Linked DNA regions of Rattus norvegicus: region 2 is linked to region 1. A link is a contact called in public Hi-C data. All regions are on one chromosome and are shown on one strand. Each heading gives the region's core, a stretch centred on a gene start, on an enhancer-like site or on the middle of the called end of the contact. The rest is flanking DNA. Distances are from core to core; before and after follow the strand shown. Region 1 overlaps Brinp1 (BMP/retinoic acid inducible neural specific 1). Region 2 has its middle 44 kb from the start of Brinp1.

Evidence for each region. Hi-C and Micro-C count contacts between places; a contact is called where the count stands out from the background.
Region 2: a contact with region 1 is called in a Hi-C map of frontal cortex, with 1.9 times the contacts expected there. The contact joins two enhancer-like sites. A contact is called at or near these places in 1 of 12 Hi-C or Micro-C datasets (frontal cortex) and 1 of 1 datasets of contacts at active chromatin or transcription factors (oligodendrocytes).

Annotation. Positions count from the first base shown.
Region 1 is chr5:87,367,426-87,374,490 of GRCr8, reverse strand. The region is part of intron 6 of Brinp1 (BMP/retinoic acid inducible neural specific 1); the gene reads left to right. Among named protein-coding and RNA genes, the nearest start is that of Brinp1, 140 kb to the left of the region's middle. Within about 2 kb of position 3,775, at least 18 of the 93 cell types and tissues checked have an H3K27ac peak or open chromatin away from gene starts, as enhancers often do.
Region 2 is chr5:87,549,045-87,556,109 of GRCr8, reverse strand. It overlaps a transcript of Brinp1 not described here. Among named protein-coding and RNA genes, the nearest start is that of Brinp1, 44 kb to the right of the region's middle. Within about 2 kb of position 3,294, at least 3 of the 93 cell types and tissues checked have an H3K27ac peak or open chromatin away from gene starts, as enhancers often do.

The sequences.
Region 1 (7,065 bases), core at 2,526-5,025:
CTTAGAAATGACCATTTATTGTTTTGTATAACTGTGGTTTGCTCATCCCCCCAGGAGATTCCACGCTGTGTGCTATTTTGGTACTGATTGACTTTTACGTGGCCTCCAGGTTGGGACTGCAATAAATATTGAAGCAATCTCAATGCATATATTTTAGGGTACATTTGTTGTTGTTGTTGTTGTTTACTTCTAGGGATAGAATTGCTTCTACACATATACTAATATGTACATTTTGATAAATTCTCAAGCAGACTGTTTGCTTTTCTCTCTTTGTGGGAACTTACTTCTTTCCTGTCCTGCACAGCGAAGTTGCATTTGCTATATGCCTTTGCAATATTTAGTACTTTCCCTTAAATTTTTTTGGTCAATTTAAATTTTATCTGAGCTGCTCATCCGAAGTTGTATATTACTGAAATTTTCGGTAATATCATCTTAATGATGAACAAAAGTAGAGTTTCACAGGATTATTAGCTTTTTAAATAACCACTTTGTAAAATGAACTGTCTGCTTCTGTCATTTGCGTAGCCTCCGTTTTTGCTTGTGGCTTGTTCTTACTGAGCTATAGTACTTTATGTGGTATATTAATCCATTCAATATTCTATGACATGCTTTCATAGCCTGGGTTTCTCATAAGCAGTTAAATCTCTGTGTTCTAGAGGCCTGGTATTCCAAAACCAAGTAATGCACACCAAGTATTCCAAAACCAAGAAATGTCTAAAGAAAACTTTCTGGTCCTTGTAACTCTCTTCTCATAATAGAAGGCCTCACAGATCTTCCTAAGTTTAAGGACATGACATTAACTTCATGCATGAGAACTGCATTTGCATGGACCCATCACCTAAAAGTCCCCACCTCCCAACACTATGTCTTTGAAAATCGAGCTTTCTATTGATTAATTTGGGGACACAAATAATCTGAACAAGGCTTGAGTTGTGAATACAGTCTTTTATTGGATGGAGGTTCATTAATTTATTGTGTTGTCCTTAATTCCATTTTTTGTTGGGTATTATTTAATCTTAGCATTTTTCATGAGCCAATATTTTTTGTCTGTTGTAAATGCTCTAAAAAAATCTCTACTCCAATTCCTTAAAGATAGTTGCCTTCACTTTTTGTAGAATTGTTTAGTCCTTGTTATTGTTTACTTTTCACAGATCTCCCATCATTTGATTTAATTTGGAAGAGTAGAAGTAGTTTCTCTCAAAGTTTCATTGTTTAATATCAGTAGTTAACTGACCCACCAGTACTTGTTGAATATTTCCTCCCTTGTAGTTTTCAATCTATAATTACTGATTTCAAAGGAACCATTTAACATGTGAACTCGAGGGGAAAACAGTCACTGTTTTCATAAGAGATCTTGTGCACTTACTACAAGTCTGGAGCTTCTATACATTCTCTTATCTGATGCTCAGAATGACCTTGCAAAGAGTATGCTATTATTTCATTCTGTACCAGAGACAACAGAAGCTTAGAAAGGACAAGTGATTAGTTCAAGGTTAAATAATGTATTCATTAAGATTCAATACCATTATTTTGTCCTTTGAGTACAATGCCCATATCTAGTCTAGATGTTTCTTCTGCGAGCATTCTAGTGGCAGAGTTCATTAGAACTATGGAAAATGAGCAAACAGTGAAACTAGAATATTAGACTGCAATCAGTTGGGCTGTTTTAATAACATAGAAGAATATTTTTACCTGGGACAATTTCCCTCACGAATGGCAATAATGGTAATAAGTTTTAAGTCCTTGAGCTAGAAACTCTCAGAATCTCTGTATATTTAGGTTAGCTCATAATACAAAGTGCAAGGTAGTTATTATGTTCATTTGGCAGAGAAGAAAACTGTGATTCAGGGGATGGAAGGGTGACTCAATTATTAAAGTGCTTGTCTGGTAAGAGGGTGCATCACTAGCACCCACATAAAAAAACAATGTCCAAATTATTAATTCATGCTCGTCATCCCATCGCTAAGAAAGCAAAGAAATGGTGGCTACTGAGAGAGTTCAATGGCTCGTAAGCCTAGACTAATCAGTGGACTTTGGATCCCAGTGGAAGACCCTGTCACAGAAAACAAGATGGTGGGCTTATGAGAAAATATTGGTTAGTCTACAGCTGCCATGTTCATGGGCCCTCATGTAGGTACACCCACACACACCAAACACACACACACACACACACACACACACACACACACACACACACACACACTAAACCACTTGGTGCAAGATTATACCCAATGGAAGAAATGGAGGACCAGTGATTGTCAAAAAGCTCAAGGACAAATATCCAAGGTCAAATAGACAGTGCAAGTGCAGTTCTTCCTTAACTTATTTGTACCCTGTTATTCACCCAGACCATTGACTACATGATTACTACCTCATTTCAAGGTTACAACAAGCCACTAGGCTCTGGTTTGCCCCTTTTAACTTCCATAGGACGTTGGTCTGAGCCTTCCATTGTGCTGCTCAGGACAAATAACAGACTCTGACAGCATCCGCATAGGAGCACCTGCTGCTCTTAGTCCTTCTTTCATCTCTGAGCTGCTCCTGCTCCTTCCATCATCTGTCTTCAGGACTTCTATTCCCCAAAGCAAAACTCAAGAGTTTGAATATGAAGCTGATGTTGCCTGTCACCTCCTTCCAGACACAGAACAGTGTAATTGCAAAAATTGTTTCATAATCCTCCCCAATTAAGATTCTGACAACCTAATTTGAAAGACCAGGATTCTTCCTTTGCAGCTAGCTCGCCCTCTTCCTCCTTTCACCCTCACTACTGCCCCTGCAAGCATATTTACCAGCTTCACTCCACGGTTCCAACTAGAAAATGTTCTCAGCATGGCAGGAGACTGTAAAACTCTCCTTTTGGTCATTACTTTGCCACTGTTATGTTCTATTCAATGAGGCTCTGACCTCATGTGAAGAACTGAGGACAAACAGGCTGTTAGGGCTATAGAAGGAACTTAAATAGGGCAATGATTAAAAGGTAAATATTTGTCCAGGGAAACTGATGAGCAGAGTGGGCCTGATGGCTAGTTATAATTGAGACTGGCACAGCCATGAAACAGTATTCCTGGCATCTGACCCTAAAGACATGTGTGGGTTTGAAGAGCACCAGTCTTTCAGGACATCCATAAGTATGGCTGTACACACACACACACACACACACACACACACACACACACACACACACACACACACAAGTACATATATGCATGCACATACGCATGCACAAACATTCATACACACGTGCAAAGTATATAAAGAACAGTGCGCACCAGACACCGAGGAATAAGTCCTTGTCTCCCAGTATTTGCCTGTCTTCTGCAAAATATATACTCCATGGTACCATGGGAATGTACCTAGAGTACCTAGATACCAATTACAATGTCAAAGAAACACCTAGGAAAACACACAGGGCATAAATGAAAGAGTAATTTGAAATTCTACTTTCTTCCTTTTTCATTTCTTCTGTTCTTTTAAAAACACACTGTTATTAAACAAATAGGCCTTACAGATTATAGTTTTGTATTTTAGCCTAGATTTCTTCCCCTGTGTCCTGCCACATTCTCTTGGCACTAGATTTGTATGATCTTCCCTAAAATGCCACAGGCCAGGCACCGCATTCCCAGCTTAGGCAAAACCTCCAATTAAAATCAGCAGGGAGGTTGCTTGAATTAGGAATCCCAGCCAGGGCTCCCCAGCCTGATGGTTCAGAATGAGAGATGTGAGCCTTTAAACAACGGATGGGAAGCCCTAGGTGGCAAAGCCTCTGTCCTCCAAATGACAAGGGACTCATGCTGTGTCTCTTGGAGACCTGTCAGGTTGCCAGAACACCCTGGCTGTGGCAAAGACAGGGAGCACAGGGAAGCAGCTGAGATGTCTCCAGGGTGCTGAGAGTGGTTTATATCCGCTATGGGGCTTGGAGGGCAAGCAATATATACTGTGATCGTTGAGAGTATGCCGAGATTATATTTAGAAAGCTTGAACTCTGGCCATGCCTATGCTGTGTAACCATGGATGAGTGACAGTCCTTCTCTGGCTCAACACGCTTATCAGTTACGTGGAATTCAGAAGCAAATCCTACCTCATGTGAGTGACCGTGAGGATGAAGAGATAACTGCCGTGACCTAGAAGGTACTATAGAATATTAACTGTCTATCTCACCAACGGAGGGGCAGTGTCATTCAGTTTTAAACGTGATGAAGATGAACTGTCAATTTCTCTGGCTTTTCTTAAAAATTCTCTGCTTTTGCAGTCCAACCTACTGTATATGAAGCCACTGTGAGTGCTAATCAATCAAGTACCAGATTTTTTTGTCTAGTTTAGAGGTGAACATGCATCTTCCTGCTCTCCTCTTTACTCTTTTCTCTCCTCCTCCCTATCTCTTACCTCCTCTCCATCCAGCTCTCTCCTTCCCTCCGTTCATTCCAGCCCCCATCAGAATGAACTGAGTATCTCATCCAACAGAAAGATACTGATTTGACTGCAAATGGAAGATGGTGTAGCTGGATCCCCAGAGATAGAGAAAAGCATTTTAAAACATGGTTCTTACTGCCTCACACTCACTGCATAACAGTGGGTCTGTGTGAGCATTGTGAGACCCTCCCATCCAGAACTGACCTATTAAGCTGTTTCTCTGTCCCTAAAGTTGAGACAGTTGTCACTAGCTAGCCTGGGAAAAGGTATTTATAGATCACGGCCCCTCCTACCCCTCGTGCCCATCCTTTCTACGTGCATTCATCAGAGAGGCCCGATTATCTCCAAATGGAAAAGAGAGACCCTGAAAGGTTCAGAGGAAGCAAGGGATGTAGTGAAAGACTCTTAAATGACCAAATGCTCTTTATCTCCCCATCCATTCCATTTGTTTATCTTCTTATGGCTACTTCCTGTTTGTTATCCTTATTGTTTTAATATCATATTATGATTTATTTCACAAAGTATGCCCACAGCAGATGTACAATGTTGGTATTTAAAAGGTATGCTAATCTCTCAAGTCCTCTTCTTCTGTCACACCACAGTGGTGACAGGTGACACAAAGGGGAACAGTGCATGTGAAGGTGCCTTACCACCATCCATGCTACACATAGGGGTCCATAATAATGGTAAGGCATAGAATCCCTCCATATGTTTAGGATGCCACCTTCAATGACATTTTTTGTTACTCAGAAAACTGGGCGGAGATGGAAAAGTTATAGAAGATTATTTTGACTAAAGCTGATGTTGGAAGTTGCTTATATTTAAAAAATCAGCAAATACACACACACACACACACACACACACACACACACAAAATGGGCTGAGCTTATTTTTCAGGTTTTAGTCTTCTCAAATGAAGGATTGAAAAGTAACAGGATGGTCTGTGACATTGGGAATTAGCAATCACTGATAACACTGTTCTCGTTCTTTCTCTGTGTCTCTGTGTGTCTCTGTGTGCCCCCTCCCTCCTCTCTCTCTCTGTCTCTCTGTCTGTCTCTCTCTGTCTCTGTCTCTGTCTCTGTCTCTGTCTCTCTGTCTCTCTGTCTCTCTCTCTCTCTCTCTCTCTCTCTCTCTCTGTCTCTCTCTCTGTACTCAAGCCCATGGTTTCTTCACTGTCTACGTTATCTGGATCTTGTAACTGGTAATAATTTAACCTCCCTTGAACCTGTTTCTATCTTACACACTGGCATATCACATATCACATTATGCCTAGTATCTTCTATGTACCCTTCTTAGTAGCTTCCATGTACCCTTCTGCCCATCATCTCCAACATGAAGTCTCTTTCTCCTCTCTGTCACCCCACCTTTCCCCTCTGTTTCCTCCTTCCTGGGCCTCGCACTCCTTACACCCCTCCTTCACATCACTTCCCTTCTGCCTCCTCATGCTGTACCATTAATGCCCCCTTTGATACAGCCCACAACCTCACAATTATTCCAAGCTCAGGAGACGCAGGTGCCATGCAGCCTGCTAATGTGTCTCAGAGGGCCTCTGTCCCCAGTCCCTCCTGCCTGACAAGGCTGGAATCCTAATTCCCCAGCAGCCCCCTTGCTTGTAGCAGCAGCACCAGGAACTTTCATCTTTTTATTTCCCCCACTGAGGATTCTGAGAGTGCCGCCACAATGAAGCATTGACAGGAGGAGTGGGGGCTGAGGTCCCTACAAAGGGTCCCAAAGATAAGACACGAGAAAGGGGGCGCTCTACGGGGTTATAGAATGCCTTGCAGATGGGAACAGAAGCACTCTAAATGGGGTACTGTGCTGTCACTTGGAGAGCGAGTGACAGGGGCAAGTGTGGGCCATTTGAAAGAGACATTTTGAAATAGAGCTCTTGTCAGATGTAACCACGCAATCGCAGCCGCGTGGAGGGCCCCTGCAGCTCACAAAAAATATCAGATGACTCATACCCCAATATTCAATGTTCTGATTTGGGAGGTGGGAGCCACACAGCTCATTATGATTCTTGCTCCGTTTCCTAAAAGCTGGGCCTGCTGTTCTCCAGGCTGTAATAGGATTGGTCTCACGAAGCAGAGACCAGGGAGGCCTGCGGCTGTGTGGGTGGATGGTATGGAAAACTAATACTGCTATCCTGAGGGGACAGAGAGAAGTTTGTTTTCCGTTTTCATTTTTTTCTTTTTGTTAATAAAATGTAAGAAGGAAAATATTAATATTCTTCATTCATTCATTCAGCAAACATTTATGAAGCTAGCTAGGTTATGTGCTACGTGCTGAAGGAAGAAAGTCTCTGCCTGCTAAACCTGAGAGTCTAGAGGAGAGACTAGGAATGAGACAAACAGTTTAAGCACAATGCCTTGGGGTGTTTTCAGGGTTTTTTTTTTTTTCTTTTACCAGATGGGGGGGTGGTTCTGTGGATTAAACAGGTAGAGAGTTTCAAGAAGCTAATTATGACACCATTTTTCTCAGTTGATAAGTAACTCATTTAAATCCCAAGTCAGCTAGGCAGCCATTTCAACAGTATCCATTTTCAAATAGCTACAACAAAATGGCTTCTTTTAGACTTCAGAGCATTCTAGAGAGTGTCTGAGGACCTTCAAAGGAAGAGCTTATTCTCTGAGATATGAGCACTGTGTACTGTTA
Region 2 (7,065 bases), core at 2,045-4,544, 180 kb before region 1:
CATAGAATCATTCTCTTTAAGGTGAAAACAGAACCTCAGTTACCTCAAGAGCCCAGAGCCCCGGCAACCTCTTTCTCTTTACCTGTCTACTTCAATTTCTAATATGTAAGGCCAGGGTTCCTGTTAGGTTTACCTGAAAGCATGGATGACTGACAGTAACTGGATGCTCGGTGAACTTGGTTTATCTTTGTCTTCATGATTGCCTTTTACATCATCAATGCCATTTACTTTATCAAGTTCCTAAATACCTTGAAATGATTTTTATATTATATTTAACCTTGAGTGTGATACTCCAAATTTAGAATTCTGTCCGTTTTCCCAAAAAGTACTCTCCGTCTACAAAAAAATGAAGAATTCACTGTAAAATATGCAATAAATGACAATATCTGACCTCAAGCCCTTGTCTACTATGACACATTAAATGTGATGTTATTTTCTGAATTGTCCTCCCTTCTTGCATTAGCCTAAGACATTGACCAGCTAGTAGTTGCTTCTAGCCCAACCCAAGTAGCTTCTTATAGTGGGGGTTGATGGCTGCTACTTGGCCTCTATTATCTTGGGCTAGGTCAGTCATTGTCAATCATCAACCATTATGTCATAAGCCTTTGGCTTCACTTCTGATCTTTCACTTGCCTAAAGTAGGAAGGCATCCATTGTAATTTTTCCAGAAGTTATAAATGGAACTGCTGGAAGGAGCTTCCTAAATCCTCCCTAACAATATGCATTTTACTTCCTTTCCTTCTTTATCTGTCAGTATCATGAATATCTTCCACTCTTGTTGGGCGTTCTGGCTGCCAATTTCATAGCCTCCTAAAATAGTAATTTAATTTTACAATGCCTCTGTAGGAAACCTTAGCTTAGCCTGTTTATTTGCACTCCAATCATGGAAGTTCAAATGCTGCTGAAACCAGGGCCAGTAGTCATCGAATAAGCAAGCTACTTTCTAACTTGGAGCCAATGCCAATATTTTGCTTTTTATGGAAAGAGTAACTCCAAACCTACCTGTCATCTCTGTGATCTCACTGCCACTGTTAAAAGCAACTCAAGAAATTGTAGGGTGGAGATGGCACATATTTCACAGCCCGATGTTGCAAGATGCTCAACATATTCTATGTTTCTGTCTTTTTGTCTCTTCTCTATTTACTTGAACACATACATACTTACATGTAGTCAAGAAAATGGACACTGAACACAGTTCAGAACAAGAAGAAAAAAGAACTATAGATAGTTTGAAAAACGTTCAAGTAGAGTCACCCCTTCATAACACTGTACCATGATCTCAGTCATAATTGTAGGATCACCTGCTATTAGAAAGTAAACTTGCACAGAACTTTAAAATGGAGAGCGTGCAAGGCTACAAATGTGTAGTGTGTGTGTGTGTGTGTGTGTGTGTGTGTGTGTGTGTGTGTGTTCTCTTTCCATTTAATGCACATTTTGTGAATAAATTGAGAAGAAAGAAAGAAGCCATTAGAAGGGATGATGAATGGAAGACAGTGAGAAAAGATGAAGAGGAGGGAAAATAATATGTTTGTATGAAAATGACACAATTACATTTTACCCCCACTAATAAGAAGGGGATTTGTTTTGTTTTGATTGCTACTAGGAGATCTCAATCAAATGCTACAAGAGAGATGGGATAAGGTTAGGAAAGACGTTAAGATGTAATGAAACAAAGTTTTGCTACTTGAAAACAAAGAAGCAATAAATAAGAGCAAAAGCAATAGGGTACCTAGTTGCATTATTATTGTTGTAAAAATATAAAAATAAAAAAGTAGTAGTCTTTTACCCTGCTAGGTCCACGCCGCGGTGCCCCAAGATATCTGCTAGATATCTTGGCGGAAACACAGCCCAACCGCACACTTTCCTACTCTCAAACCCTCACATAAAAGAACACACAACACAATAATCTTTGACCCAATTGGTATGATATAATTGCTTAAACATACAAAGCCCAGTACTATCCATCCCTTGAGAACATTAATAACAACCTGTGAATACACAGAGCAGAATCTTAACATCACCTGCCATCTTGTCCTGCCACGGCTTCTCCCCTCTCTCCCTCCTGTCTCTTCCTCTAGTCTCCTCCTCTTCCTTCAAACTTCTCTCCAGCCCATCCTTCCTTCTCCTCCAATGACAGGCCTCCTTCTATCCTGTACCTGCCCCTCACCTGTACTTTACAAATTCAATGGAGAGGTGGTTCTGGTGAAGTCACCTGAGTTTTGAGTCCTTGACTAGGCAGCTGTCCTTAGGGGAGTGGAATTAGCATCAAAATACAGTAACTTCAGGGCTAACCACAACACATTATGACAATGTTTTATAGCTGCTGCTGCTGTTGTTGTTGTTGATAATGATGATGATGATGAGAAGGAGGAGGAGGAGGGGGAGGAGGAGGGGGAAGAGCAGGAACATAATTTTAACATCATGGTAGGTTGTTTTAGCAGTGAATGCCATTCAGGCAAGCAGTGCAGGAAAAGAGAGGCTCCTTTACAGGGTTAGAATTGCACATTCAATGCACATGTGGCCTGTGTTTGCTTCATTTTAAAATTAAGGAATAGAGCTGGCAAGGTTTGTCATAGATTAAAGTACTTGCTGGCCAAATATAGGGTTGGAGTTCATATTTTCAGAGTGCATGTAAATGCCAGATGCACATGGTCATAACCTATAGAGCCAGAACTCTGCTAGTCCTGTCAGCGAGGTCTGAGTTAGCTGAGAACTACTTCAATGACAAAAGTAGGGAGGAAGAGACTTCTGGCTTCATCACCATCTGGGTTTCACATGTACATACACGTGTTCCTGTATACAGGAGTGAAAAATAAATAATACCAGGAGAACTTCTTATTTTACACTTCTTTGTGCTAGACATTGTTCTAAGAGCTGTGAAAACAGCTGCGAACCCAAGTGATTAAGACCCCCCAGCCCCATCTTGGAACTTATTTTCTACTTGAGGGAAAAGATGTTATATAAATAATCAAGCAAAAATATAGTGTGTGTCAGATGGTGATAAGTGTAATAAAGAAGAGAAAAAAAATAGACCATGACTAGAGAAGGAAAGTGGGTGGCACAGATGGTGCGGTGGTACAAGGCATGCTAATTTGTGTAAATAGGAAGGGGGACTGCCCACTGGGGAAGGTGGGGTTGGAGTGGGCTGACTTTGAAAAGAAGTCTGGATCCAGAAGACCACAAGGCACATACCTAGCCAGGTAGGGTACTTAGCCTTCCAGGTGGAGGGAGTCAGGTAAAATCTTTACCTCTGAACGTATTTAGAAGGATAATTAGAGTGGTTTGAGCGAGTAAAATTAAGAAGTGGGGCCATGCTCAGGATGGATCTTCTGAAGTGGGATTCTGTGCAAAGAGGCCGATGTGAATACCATGGAGGAAGCAAAAGGAAGTGAGGGAGATATCAGGAGAGTTGGAGCTCCATCCTGACACATCCCCAAGCTATCCCAATTTTTACAGAAGAGATGAAAATGCTTCTAAATTAAAAATAGGACCTCCCCTTAGAAGTTCGTTAGATGTTCACAGTGTGTGAAGAATGTTCCTTCTGAGGACAAAAGGAAAATAAAATTAACCAAAGCACAGAATTATTGTGGTTAATAATAAAAATAAAACACACCATCCCACGCTATTGCTAGCACCAGTGGGCCACATGGCATCTGCAGGATATTTTCATCTCAATCAGCAAAACATCTTAACCCGACTCACTAAGTTTTCAATTTCCATCTCACACTGCCCACTACTCTCTGTCTTTGGTAGTCTCTCTGCCTCCACGACTAGCCCCGTCAGTGACCATCCAGCTAGTTCCGAAGGTGGGTCACCAATGCCATGGAGAGACTGCCTATCTCGTGGCTCCGTTCCTGTGGACTTTGCTCACATTCCCGGCATCCACTCCCTATGGGGAGAGTCACAATTCCCAGTATCCCAGTAAAATCAGAACTCTAAAAGCTTATAATTTATCATTCAGATTTATATCAACAAATCTCACCCTACACAACATCCACAAAATAAAATCTAAACCAATTAATATTGATATTAACTGCCCAACTAGATTAGACAAGTTGTACTATAAAATCCATCCCTTATGGAGTATTAGTAACTCTCTGTGGACCTTTCAGGCCACAGAGATCTGAGTGTCCTTCTCTACTTCCACCTCGGTTCTTCTTCCACCTTTCTTATTCATTTCTTTTTCTGTCTTTCTCATCTCTCCTGCCTTACAAAACTCTGTCCCCGGCTTTCATTTTCACTGCCCTATCACAGGCCTTGCCTTATCTTGTAACTGTTCTCATCTGCATATAGACATCAATCCACACAGAATGAAGTTTACAGACTCTAATCATGTCTTTTCGAAGTATCTTCAGACACCAGGAGATGGAATGATAGGAAATATCTGCATAATGGGGAAGCAGCAGGATCTTCCATGATGTTTTGATATGAAAGTGAATATCACATATAGAAAGCACTTGGGAATATTTCTTATGCTCAGCAAGTGTTCCATAAACGCTTAGGGCATCTTTTTATATTGACTTCCATTTGGTGAGTAATTGAAGAGGTATAAGAAGCAAAATATCATAGAATGCATGATTGTTGAATAAAATACTTCTATTTATTAGTAGCTACCTTTGGATAATGTGTTATAAATGAATTTCATTCTTTCTATGATGCTTACCTGTACTTCCCGATATTCTGAAATAAATATGCAGTATGTGGGTAATCAATGCTTTAATTAGTAGGATCAAGGAAATTAGTGAGCAATCCATGGTAGGTTAGAAGAAAAACTGAAATACAAGGGAATTTATGAATGCACATTGTCTACTTTTGTAAGTCATCCTAGGTCAAATGTGAAGATTCAACTTCTTTTTTAATTCACTCTTGGCTTAAGTAATAAAATTCATAATACACTGATGATAGTCTAAGTGATTTGTGATTTCTTATGAACAAAGATTGGCTAATAGCCCCTTAAAACAAAGTAGGATCAAATTTATATTAAATGAAACCATTTTCTGAAGAGAGGACACATGTCAAGGTTTGAGAAGCAGGGATGTGTCCGGAAGCCCTTTCTCTATTTCAAATTTTGGATAGATTACAAACACACACACACACACACACACACACACACACACACACACACACACACCACTCAAAGAAAAGAAATAAAAGCTTTCAGAACAGGAGCTCTATTGACAAAGGTCACTTTTGTAGCATAGTGTCTAAGCCAAGAATGGCAGTTCACTGCTCAGGTCTAAAACCATTCTTTCATGAGAATTCTATGTGTATTCTCATGTCCTTTTCTATTAGGTACTATTTTACTGTTTTGTTTTGTTTGGAGTTTTGAAAACTCTGAGGACAATCTATTGGATGGCACAATAAATTGGAGAGAAGCAATATATTATATGCACAAACAGTTTAAAACTAATTTCAATCTTACAATAAAGAAAGATTTAATTATTTTTAATTCAAGTGTTCTTGAAACTATCTGATCTTCCAATTTCAACTTTTTCTTTCCTTTAATTTAAATATTAGTACTGTTTGTGACATGTAAAAAGCTGTAAGTAGTAGAAAATATATCTTCTATAGAAAGACTGAAATATTACATTCGTGGTAAATTTATGTATATTTAATTTTGATAATATAAATTATTTTAGAATACATGATCATAACAAGAAAACTATCAGAAGGTAATAAAGAAGGATATTTCCTTGATTTAATGTACACGTCATTTTTCCCTTTTCTCTCTCTCTCCTTTCTAATTAGTTTACTATCTTACTTGTTCTTTCTTGCTTGTTGCCATCCTGTGTCTCCTTGTAGCTTTGGTTTCCTCATGTCTGATTATGAAACATCTTTGATGAGTAGACTAATTTTTCCGATTTGAAGCCATTAACAGTCTTATTGCAGGCAGACATATAATTTGATTTTATGCAGAGAAGCTGGTTCTAAAGTTGGAGAATAACTATATACAATGTGGATTAAAGAAGATGGCTATTCCAGAGGGCATTTGAGTTACACCACAAGCTGTGTGGAGATAAAAGCCATTTCAGATGGAGAATAGGATCAGAAGTATTTCAAGTGTTTCCAGAAAGCATGCTAGAGACTGATGCTAGGGAATTAATTCTCAGGTAGGCAATTTAAAGTTTCAGGATTTAGATCTAATAATTCTATTTATATAGTTTCTGCTGACTATTTGGAGATTTATTAACTTTAATTAGATCTACAATTGAGAATGACAGAGAGGCAGGTGGGAGAAGGGAAAAGAAAATCCATAGTAAGCCTTTTGTAGGTCATGACTGTGTTATAGCTACCCTACAGAAGATGTACATATAGACTAGGAGAGTGGCAGGAAAGTGGATGGAGTTACGAAATGCTGGGTTGGCAGGACAAAGGGAAGTGTGGGGTTAAAGATAGCTTCTTCTAAGGTTGTGCTGATCAGGGCTTCCTCTCTCTAAACACTGCTTCCAGAAACAGCAGGATCTCAATTATCTCAATGTGGGCTGTAAAATTCTAAAAAAAAGTTCTCAAAACAAAATTAAGTTTAATTTGCTTTAATTGAAAAATAAACACATGCCATGTACAGCAGTCACAGGAGGAGGAAAAAGGGCCAGGAAATCAAATGAACTGTTGGGTATGGAAGTCCAATATTAGATACAATAAACTTGGAATTGTTATTGATTGAGAAAAATGTGTTTAGGCTTATATAAGAAATAAAAAACAATGGTCACATGTCTGATGTTCTGTGCATTTGATAGTTTTATTATTTTTAAAGATTGGAGAGTATTTGAAAAACTGTGAAGTTGGAGTCAACAATTTGAGCTTCACCATTCCATAAATCACTTTAAGGGATTTTGATAAATCATATTTAGTTCCATTTTTATTATCTGTACAATAGGTGAAATAGTCATCATATTTCTAAGAGGATTGCATAACTAATATACACAGAAATTTTAAACTCTTAAGAGATAGTATGAGTGGATGCACAGGGGAAGAGGAAAAGGATGAGGAATGTTGGAAGAAGGCATTGACAGAGAAGAAGCAGGCTACAGTGAGGCCAGCTGACTCAGTGTTAGTAATTATTAG